2 separate regions of the Mus musculus genome follow, and region 1 is linked to region 2. Evidence: chromatin contacts called from public Hi-C data. All regions are on one chromosome and are shown on one strand. Each heading gives the region's core, a stretch centred on a gene start, on an enhancer-like site or on the middle of the called end of the contact. The rest is flanking DNA. Distances are from core to core; before and after follow the strand shown.

The links. Hi-C and Micro-C count contacts between places; a contact is called where the count stands out from the background.
Region 1: a Hi-C map of cerebral cortex shows a contact between it and region 2, with 1.8 times the contacts expected there. The contact joins two enhancer-like sites. A contact is called at or near these places in 1 of 39 promoter capture datasets (hippocampal neurons), 2 of 484 Hi-C or Micro-C datasets (cerebral cortex and epidermal suprabasal cells), 3 of 115 datasets of contacts at active chromatin or transcription factors (astrocytes, embryonic basal ganglia and embryonic stem cells) and 1 of 9 other capture datasets (embryonic stem cells).

What each region holds. Positions count from the first base shown.
Region 1 is chr4:124,495,166-124,500,945 of GRCm38.p6, reverse strand. No RefSeq gene overlaps it. Among named protein-coding and RNA genes, the nearest start is that of 1700057H15Rik, 12 kb to the right of the region's middle. Within about 2 kb of position 2,720, at least 6 of the 459 cell types and tissues checked have an H3K27ac peak or open chromatin away from gene starts, as enhancers often do. A contact at or near this core is called in cerebral cortex, where this site is marked.
Region 2 is chr4:124,226,849-124,232,005 of GRCm38.p6, reverse strand. No RefSeq gene overlaps it. Among named protein-coding and RNA genes, the nearest start is that of Gm40242, 43 kb to the left of the region's middle. Within about 2 kb of position 3,270, at least 12 of the 459 cell types and tissues checked have an H3K27ac peak or open chromatin away from gene starts, as enhancers often do. A contact at or near this core is called in cerebral cortex, where this site is marked.

The sequences.
Region 1 (5,780 bases), core at 1,471-3,970, 270 kb before region 2:
TGTTCCTCTAAGAGTTTCTGCCGGCTCCTCAGGGTGAGTGCGCAGCTCCTCAGGGGTTAGCGGCATTCTCTGTCTACACTGCATACGTCTGAACCTGCCTGGAGAGCTTGCAACACTCATTGTCCTTTGCTGGTTCTTGTGCTCCAAGCTGGACCTCTCTGATTCCCTCTGCTCAGGGAGGGTCCTCTGGTCTAGAGGCTGTCAGATGAGACAGGCTTTTACCAGTGGACAGGACCGTCAAAAGGCATTTCCAGGTAGCCAGAGCAGAGTGGCTTCCCCACACAAATCAGCAAAAGCTACAAAGGATTTCCCTACATTTTATCCGTAAAGATCTAACATTCCGTCCTAAAAACCAATGGGCTAATCTCCTTCCATCTTCTGCCACATTGTTAACATTTTTTTTTCTCTCCCCAGAACTTCTTACTAGTTCCCATCTCTCCCAGGTCCTTTGGGAACTCCAGATTCTAAGCTTCATTCAGTCCTTTCATGACATTAGCATCCCTTTCCAACAATGTCCTAGGATGAGGCCCATTATATCCCAAACAGGCTTACTGAGTTGGTGCTCCTTTTCCTCTAGGGAGGCTGTTGGGTAGCCGCTTCCTAGAGCCTTCTCTCATACTGAATTGTAGTATTCAGGAGGAACTCTCATAAGACTCAGGAAATTCCTGAAATGTACAGGATCGACAAAACCTGGTTCTAACTTTATAAAAGTTTTTGTTTGTTTGTTTTTGTGTTTTTGGTTTTTTGTTTTTTAAATGTTGGAGGGAGGAGGCTCTCAGTGGAACTTCCTACAGGTTATGGAAGGAGAGCTTGGGATACAGTTTTCATGAGTAAGAGAAAGACCCAGACTGGAACAGATTTTCTGGTCAGATCAAATATCTTTGTGTCAGCCATGCTTTTCGAAGTGACCCCTCATCTATGCTTCTTTAAGTAGCCTTATAGATACATTGGTGCAGTAAGCTAGGCTTGGGTGGGGTTGCTTCTTTGGTTGGTTCTTAGTGCCCTGTGTAAGGTAAATAGACACTTGCTTATGTCTCCACAGGAAAAGGATCATATACACATGTGCAAGTGCACACACAGTCACACAGATACACGCACATCTTTAATATACAATAAATCTATACAGATATATTTTTCTTCCTACTATACAAGTAGGAGTCACCAGATAGGTCTGTGGACATTAAGTGTGATAATTGAAATACTGACAACAATACAGAAAAACTTTTCAGGTCACATATTGAGATTTTTGTCAGTGCTGAGAGTTCTGTAGACGCCTACATCTCATGTCTAGATGTATACACAATGGCAAAGTCATGTTGCCTGTGCTAACCACAGGATATGCCTTGATTCCCAGCAGTAGAAGACGTGAGATAATCCTCAGAATGTGTTATATGTGCTGACTTAGAAAGATATTCATGACATTGTTAAATGAAAAATTGCAAATAAGTTATGTGTATATGTACACACATAAACACACGTACACAATTTTTTTTTGAGACAGGAACTCTATATAATCCTCCTGTCTTGGAACTCCCTATGTAGACCAGACTGGCCTCAAATTCACAGAGATCTGCTTGCTTCTGTTTCCTGGGATTTTATCCGGCTTGGCTTATGTATTCATACATACCCTCCACACCAGTTTTGTTTTTGTTTTTGTTTGGTTGGTTTGGTTTTTCAAGACAGGGTTTCTCTGCGTAGCCCTGGATGTCCTGGAACTTGTTCTATAGACCAGGATGGCCTTAAACTCACAAAGATCTGCCTGATTCTGCCTCCCAATGCTGGGATTAAAGGAGTATATTACTCCCATCCAGCTAAATTCAAGATCTCCTGTCTTAGCCTTTTGAGTACTGGGGTTACAGGTTTGTGTCACTATGGCCAGTGAGACATTTTTTTTAAAGCCTTAAAGTCTATATAAATGTGTGTATGTGTGTTTACAGACATAGAAAAATCTCTAAAAGGGCAAACTTTAAACTGTTAGTGGTAGCAATCTTAGGGTTACATGACTATGGAGAAAGGGAACATGTTTCCCATATTTCTAGGCTTGCATTTCATACCATAAGCGCATATGGTTTATCTACATTTTTACATCTATGACTTCTAAAGAATGTTTAACATGCAATGCCAAGGACAAATGGTAGGATTCAAAATGCTTATACACGGTGGTCACGACTTGGCAGAAGCAGGAACCCAGGGAGAGGATGTCCTAGAAGAGTCAGGAAGCTACAGAGTGGTGTCCAAGGAGAATTCTCTCACCCTTCCAGAAAACTGGGGCATCTTGAATTTCTCCTAGTACCTCCTCCGTTCCTCCCCCAGCCTGTGTTCCCATCATTTAGAAGTGGCAGTGGGTATCAACTATTCAATTATTTTCAAATAGTTGAGCCTGGATCTGGATTGAATAAATCACATTGATGCCAATTTCCAGGGAAGCCCTTTCATATTTTATGATTCGCCCCCCACCTCTCCCCTGCCTGCCTTGTGCTCCTGTTAATGAACCAGGAGACTGCGAAGGCTGCTCGGACGTCCCCACTGTTAAACCCCACGTGGAGATGCGGCTGCAGAAAGCACTGTAGTTCTGGGTTTTTTCCTTTCCCTCTTCGACATCCTGGGGAAATTGATATGCAGGCAGGATTACGCTTTGTTTAAAGCTCAGCCCTGGCTTCTGAAAGAATACATTATCCAAATCGGCGCATGCGGTTGAAATTCTGCAAAACTCACTCGTGTCACTTGTGGCTTGCCAATGAGATGTCCAGCCAAGTCTCAGGCAGCACGAATGCTCTGCGCGAGAGAGAATAACTGTGGAAACTTACCCAGGAGGCACTGCGGGAGTCAATCATTTATTGGACTGGGGATGCAAGGTTGGCCGGGCCAAGTACCTCTACTACCCATGAGAACACTGATGGGCCACTAACGCCCAGTCAGGGGACTGTCTCTGCTTCATTCCCCTTTCCTGTTTCTTTAAAATTAAGATTTGTTTAAAGATCAGATTGAATGGGGACATGGAAAACAGAGCCCCCAATGCCCCACCCGTTTCTTTCTTTTTGTGAACTGATTGTTAAAGAATTAGTTCCATTTTGGAGGGTGGAGTTGTGGGAACACAAGAGTCGGAGCTAGGCTTAACCATGTGACTTCCAGCATCTCTGTGCATCTTGTCTGTCAGGAGGAGAGTCAGAGGGAACCCACTCATTGGTGACAATTTGGGACCACTGAGGTTTGCCCCACTTGCTCTTTAAATGTTAGGGTTTTAATGATTTAGGAACCAAAAGAATAACTAAGGAGCCTAGCAGTCATTATCTCAAATAATGAGACTTTTTAATGCAAAATCAATGTTTGTTATAATGAAAATAGATTCCTCAGCTCCTGCAGGGCCAAATGTACAAATCTTTTTCTGCTGTTAAATAAAATGTGACGGCTCATTTTCAGGACGGTGGTGAGCATTTTTATTCAAGAGTAAAAATAAAATGTCAGAACTTATTTACTTTTATTAAGTGCTTATTCGCAATCAGACGCTCTGATCAATATCTAATTGGAGGTGGGGAAACAGAAAATCATTTTCATGGCAACTTGAGAGGAAGAAAGGAGGAAAGGAAGAGAGGAAGGAAGGAAGGGAAGGGAAGGGAAGGGAAGGGAAGGGAAGGGAAGGGAAGGGAAGGGAAGGGAAGGGAAAAGAATGAAGAGAAAGCCACTTAGTATAATTTTAATTACAATAGCAAATGCTCTTCAAGTGGATGCTTCATGTCCAGCCTGAGTTCTGGACTCAAGTTTTGTCCCAATATAGTAACCTGCTGTGCAGTGACCTTCAATGGTCTCTTTGCAGGTGATGAAACTGAGCCTTCTAGAAGACAATAATTGCCAGGGTTTCTGGTGAGGCAACACTAAGTCTGTCTGAGCACTGAATCCTAGCTCTTGAGCTACCTGTCCATTTTCTCCATACCTAACCCCACATTTGACATTTTTGTTTCATTTTAAAAACACTTACTTACTTATTTATATAAGTACCATAGAATTCACATGGAATTCAGGTGGCATCCTGCAGTAGTCAGGCCTCTCCTTCTGTCATGTGGGCCTTGGGGACGACTCAGGAGCAGGTGCCTTCCCTGAGCCATCCTACAGCTGTTTTGCTAGTTTGTTTCATGAGTTTGACCTTTTGAAACAGGGTGGGTCTTGTGCTTATTGCAGGCTGACTTCAAACGTGGGATCCTTTTGCCTCAGCATCTCAAAGACAGATATTACATGCCCAGCATTTATGCTTTCTTTCAATTAATTTGTGTTTGTGTGTGCACATGTGTGCATGAGTGTGTGTGTGTGTGTGTGTGTGTGTGCGTGCGCGCGCGCGCGTGCATCCCTGCAGTGTGTATGTGTGTGCATGTGAATATCCCTTCCGTGTGTACCTGTGTACATCCCTGTAAAAATCAGTTTTGGTTTCCCACTTTGTTGAGACAGGTCTCTCTTTCTGCAGAGGCCCACAGGTCAATCTGATGGAGGCAATTAGTGGAGGTTTGCTCATCCGGGGAAACTTTATATCAAGTTAACAAAATGTACCCAGCACATTTTGTGACATTCTCAGTTTATGTGAGAAAACTCTGTACAGAGAACTTCCATTTTTAGGCTCACTTCTCTGATGTAGTGGATCTGTAACCTATCGGGAAAGACCGAAATGTTAGAAGGGAGTTGAAATTCTAGCCTTTTGCTGGCTACCGAGTGCCTTGGGAAACCCTCCACACCCTCTGTGAGAGTCTAGATCTCATAATGATCTTTGATTTTAAAATGATATCACTTCAAAGAAGAGCCTCTGGGTATGAACCACATGTGTACATGGATGCCAACGGACAGTCTAGGGTGTTGTTCCTCAGGTAGCATCTATTTATTTCTTAAGACAAGGTCTCTCCCTGGGACTGTTTCCACTATCCCAAAGATGGGGCTACAGATACATATACCACCACTCTGCCCTTTTTATGTGGATTCTGGGTCTTGAACCCAAGACTTCTTGTTTGTAAGACAAATACTTTACTGACTAAGCTTTTTCTCAGTCCCAGGAAGAACCTTAGTGATAGACTCTTCACCTGGAAGTGTAAGCAGAAAGAAACCCTTTCCTCCTCAAGCTGCCTGGTAATGGTACCTGTCTTAGTCAGGGTTTCTATTCCTGCACAAACATCATGACCAAGAAGCAAGTTGGGGAGGAAAGGGTTTATTCGGCTTACACTTCCATACTGCTGTTCATCACCAAAGGAAGTCAGGACTGGAACTCAAGCAGGTCAGGGAGCAGGAGCTGATGCAGAGGCCATGGAGGGATGTTACTTACTGGCTTGCCTCCCCTGGCTTGCTCAGCCTGCTCTCTTATAGAACCCAAAGACTACCAGCCCAGAGATGGTCCCACCCACAAGGGGCCCTTCCCCCTTAATCACTAATTGAGAAAATGCCCCACAGCTGGATCTCATGGAGGCACTTCCCCAACTGAAGCTCCTTTCTCTGTGATAACTCCAGCTTGTGTCAAGTTGACATACAAAACCAGCCAGTACAGTATTCCATCACAGCAAAAGAAACCCTAACTCAGGCACCACAATCCTACCTCTTACCACCCCTATGAGGTCATTTCTGTCATTATTCACATCTGCATTTAGCAGAGAAAGAAGCCACGAGTTTGATTTATGAAGCTACTTACCTAAGGCCATAAGTAAACAATGGAGCATAATTTGGCACCTGGAAGCCTAAATTTAAACCTCAGCCGTTAATCACGTTTTTACACCTGTTACGGTGCAAGGCCTATTGACTTTCACCTGCAA
Region 2 (5,157 bases), core at 2,021-4,520:
TATTATGTACATTCAAAACCCAAGGGATTGTTTGTAGAAGTCTTTAGTGATAAAGGATATTGGTGTCTAAAAATCACTGTCAAATGATTAACAGTGTGAGCATGTGTGTGTGTGTGTGTGTGTGTGTGCGCGCGCACACACACACACACACGTGCCTGCACGTGCATATGGAAAGAGGGAAGGTGGCCAAATAGGCAGAAATAAGGCAAAATGTTAACAATGGAAGACAGCTGAAGGGTCTAAGAAATATGTTGCTCTTGTTGTTGTGACCTCCCTGTACGTTGGAAAACTTTCTAACTGAAATAGATCAGGGCAAGGTATGGACAAGAATGGCTCATTAAAAGGAAAATAAAGGTTGTCGAGGTGGCTCAGGGAATAAAAGTGCTTGTTGCTCCAACCCTGTGATCTGAGTTCAGTTCAGTCTTCAAAGCCCAAGTGAACAGACTGGTGACCCTATGGTTAGAAGCACCAATTGGTCTTCCAGAGGACCAGGGTTTAATTCCCACCTCCATGGTGACTCATAATTATCTGTAACTCCAGCTTTAAGGGATTTATCACCCTCTTCTGGTCCCCTTGGACACTGCAGGCATGGGGTGCACAGACAAACATGTGGTCAAAACACCCAAACAAATGCCTGACATGTTGGTATGCATCTGTAATGTCAGGGCCCCCAGCTCTTTGGCCAGTCAGCCCGGAGTACACAGCAGGGCCGAAACAAGAGAGACCCTGACTCAACAAGGCAGAAGACAGGAATTGACTCCTAAAAGGTGCCCTTTGACCTCTACATGTGTAAGAGAGGGGGAGGGGAAACAAAACAAAAAAAATCAATAAGTCTGGAAAATTGTTGCATGAATATGTAACTAAATGTTCCCAGTTTCCAGCGAGAAAAGACTGAGTGAACCTACAAGCGCAGCAGTGACTGAGTAAAAGGAAATTCATTCAAATAAGGAAAAAATTATCTGGAGTTCAAGATGCAGAAAGGCAAGTGGATGGGGGTGGGGAACATAGCAGTGAACACCAGAAGCTGGGTTAGCTGGCTATGGACTGGGTGGGTGTTCTGGACTAGGGTACTAGGTGTGTACTAGGTAGGTGTGCTGAGTAAAGATGCTAGCTGTGTGCTGGGTGGGTGTCCTGGGTGGATGTGCTGGGTGGGTGTGCTGGGAAGGTGTGGTAGCTGTATGCTGGGTAGATGTGCTGGCTGTGTGCTGGGTGGGTGTTGCGTGGATGTGGCCCAAAACTAGAGCTGCTGCTGCTGCTGGAATGTCAGTGGAGACATGGTCACTACAAGATCTAGTCAGCCATCCCAGGAGGTGTCTCTCAAAAGAGTTCCAAGCAGAATTCATTGAGTTCCTACTTGCAGAGGGCAACAAAGCTTCAGCGGTGGGTAAGAGTGGGGATGCTTTGTGCTATCGCTTGTTGGTCATGGGAAATGCTCAAAGACCAAAGCGGGTGGGGGGAAGGTTGGCCTGGATTTTAAGCATCAGAGTGGTTTCAAGGTTACATGCTCACCACACCACACCCACACGCTTATATTCAAATCGTTTTACTGCACTTCAGTGTTTCTATTTATCAGGAAGCACACCCGTGTGGATAACCCCTCCTCAGCACCGAAGCCAAGAAGGTGGTGAAAATCCATCAGATGAGGTGGGCCAGAGGAGAGGCCCCCAAGGCTCAAGGAGAGACATGCTAAGGATTTAAGATAAAAATCGTCAGACACTGGGCACTCATCAGATAGTGAGAAAAACAGACAAACGGAGGCTCTGACTGAATGGGACAGGAAACCAGCCCACAGCCCAGCCTGTTCAATGTTCATTTTCCATGCCAACTTTGGAAGCCCCTGAAAGGATGCAATAAACACAGCTGGAAAGCCACCAGCCAGTATAAGGGTGAGCAGGTAGTGATGAACACCCAGAGAAGAGGCAAAACACTCAAAAAAATGGATCAACTTCTATCAGTCAGACATTTCAGAAAACGGTACACGCCTGTAGTCCTAGCACCCAGGATAGGAGCAACACTAGCCTTGGTTGCATGGTGAATGTGGATTATAGTCTGGCTTAGAGGAAGACCCTGCCACAAAAGAGTCAACTTCTGAGACAGGGGCATGGGGAACACCTGCAGTAATGGAAAGTTACTGGGATGGCTGCTGGCGCTGCAGGTATTCATTTGGGACAGCAGATTGACGGAGGTAGCAGGTTTTGAAGAATAATGTTTCCATACTCAAGTGGATGTCGTCAGGTGGGCATGCATCCAACAGGTGTTGGGGGCACTGGAGCTTGGGGAAAATTCCATCCTGAGAAACAGGTTGAGGATTTACAGAAACGGGGGGCAACTGAAGTCAGGGGAATTGGGGTGGGGTGGGGGAGCACAGAAAGAATGCAAAGCACACTTGACAAGAGGGGAGAAGCCACGCCTGGAGATAGGAAGACCACAGCTTCGTATGAATAGAGAGGGGTTCCCATCGCCTGCCCCCTTGGTCCCAGGCCCTGTTCCTCTACCTTCAACGGTCTAGAAACCATTGCTAGTAAGAACATATAGAAAGCAGAGAACCTGCCTATTTTAATCTTCACTTTAGTTGAACTCAGGGATGAGTATTTTCTTTTTCATTCATAAATACGCCCCATGCTTAACAGGGCCCTGGAATATAAGTGCTTTATAAATATTTGTTGAATGAGTGAATTGATTAATGGATCTTTAAGAACTATTTGGAGAAAGCATTATAATAGCTTTAAATATGGAGCGGAACTACTGAGAGGATCAGGGTGAGCTTGAGGGCCATCTGGAATGTTCCCCAGGGGACGAAATTATACAAAACAAAACGTTGTCTCCCATAGCGCAGAGCAGCCTTGGCATAGCCCACACCACACGGGGTGATATTTAAGGAGAAGCATTGGATACAAAAGGAAGCCAGTTAGAGTAGGCACCGTGGCTCCAGGTCACAGGTAGATGAAGCTTCGTGGAATAGAGCCAAAGAGCCAAGAGGAAATGGAAATTATTGGATGTACTTAAGAAAACCTCAAGTCATCAAAATAGAAGGTCTGCATTATTGAAGCTATATTTGAGAAGTGAGACAGACGGCCCTCGGGAGAATATTGGGTGATGCCAAATCAGCAACTTAGCAGCCCTGGCCCTAGAAACCGGCTCCCTTCGGCCCTTCTCCTGACCCTACAAGCGAGATCGGAAAGCTCCAGCAACGTTGGTCTCCTCCTGCACAACCAGACAGAGCACAGAGGGCGAAGCTCCCTGAAGGGGAACCTCCTACGCCTACCTCGACTTAGCCCGCTCAAGTACACGCAGAGCGCCCCCTGCCGAGCGTATGGTGTTTAATCATGAAAAAGGACACCCTAGAACAGAAATTCCTTGGATCATTCGCATGTAGAGCCCCTCTGTGGGACCCAAAAGGTAAAGGCGAAGCTAAAAGAGGAGCTTGGGAAGACACAAGACTCTGGTTTCCACAGATAAGCAATTTGCTCATCAGGAATCCTACCCCCGACCCCTACTTGTCCTTGCCCTACAATCCAACTAAGAGGCTAGAACAAAAGATTAATAGAAGCTAAAAAAATGTCATGTTCTTCTGTGCTGCGTGTGGACTAAGCCATCACTGCTTTGGCCACACGTCTTCAGAGACTTCTGGGCACAGTGTATTATTTAAAGTTGTTCGTTCCAGCCCGACTTCCAAATGGTCTCAGCGTGAATCTGAGCATTCCGCTCACACATTTCTTGGCTTCTTCGCAGTGTTTTGTCACTTCAGTTGGTTTTAGAAAGTGTCCCCTTCCCCCACTAGATGGGAAAGACTAAAGTCTGACGTAGTCGGTGAGAACCCACCAGGAAGAAAGTGACCACTCAGGGTCCTGTGAAATAATAGAAGAGTATAAAAATGAACCAAACTGGGGGTGGGGGTGGGGGTTGGGAAGACGTAACGTGGGAAGTGACCTGGAAAGATGGGCGCGGAGGTCGGTCAAGTGGTATCTCTATGAAAATGAGTATTCTAACTTTGTTTTTGGTTGATCCACATTTTTAATTTTTCCTTCATTGGGAAACTATGTTATATCGATACATTAATGTGGCATTAATAGAAACACATTGGTAGTTATCACATAATTACTAACTATAGCATCCAATTAAATGTTATTTTAAGAGGGAGAAAATATAATAAAGCTATTTTAATAAAAAATTTTAAATTAATGAGACCTAAGGTAAGATTTCTTACATGCAGAAAAAAAATGTTTCCTCAGTTGTGATAAAAGATGCATACATTTTACCATTCTAATCATTTTAATGTGAATTTTTGTGTGTGTAATTCAGCGGCATTCAGTGTATCCTCCCAAAGCTGCTCAAAGACCACCACTACCACTACCACCACCACCAATTTCTACAAAGATTTCTTCTCTCATCTCAGCTCTTGGTGAGCTGCCTTCTACTTCCTATCTGAAGTCTCCCATTCTACGCAGCCCCTGTAAGTAGACTCTCAGTGCACTGTACAGATCCTTCGAGCAGAGAAATGCTTTCCAGAGTCGTCTTCGTGCATCAGAATGCCGTTTTTTTCAAGCTGAAGGGTGTTGCATCTTGTGCTAATTTCTTCTTCTCTTCAGTTATCCACTTGATGGACACTCTGTGTGTGTTACGCGTACCGCCACTGTCACATGGGTGTGGAGGTGTCTGTGTGTGCCCTACTTTCAGTTCTTTTCAGTGTGTACCTAGCCAAGAAACTGCTGAACTTACAGTAATTCTTTGTTTAATCGCCATACTGCTTTCCGCAGCGGCTGGACTGTTTCATACGGCATGCGCTGGGGCTCCAATTTCTCCACATCTCTGCTGTCAATGCTTGCTAATTTCCTTTTTAAAAATTAAAAAAATTAACATTTGTTTATGTAGGTGGAAGGAGATTAAAGTGTATGTGTGGCGTGTTGTACATGTGGAGGGCAGAGAACAATGTGTCCGAGTTAGCTCTCTTTATCCATGGTGTGAGTTCCAGGAATCAATTTCAGGTTGTCAGACTTGACAGCAAGTGATCTCACCTGCTGAGCCATCTTGCAGACCCCCAAATTTTAATTTTTTTAAAATATTTGCCTACCTAGCAGGTGTGACATAACATTTCTGTGTGGTTTTAATTCTCATCTCCTTAACGACAACTGATACCTTATGTCTTATACTTTTTGA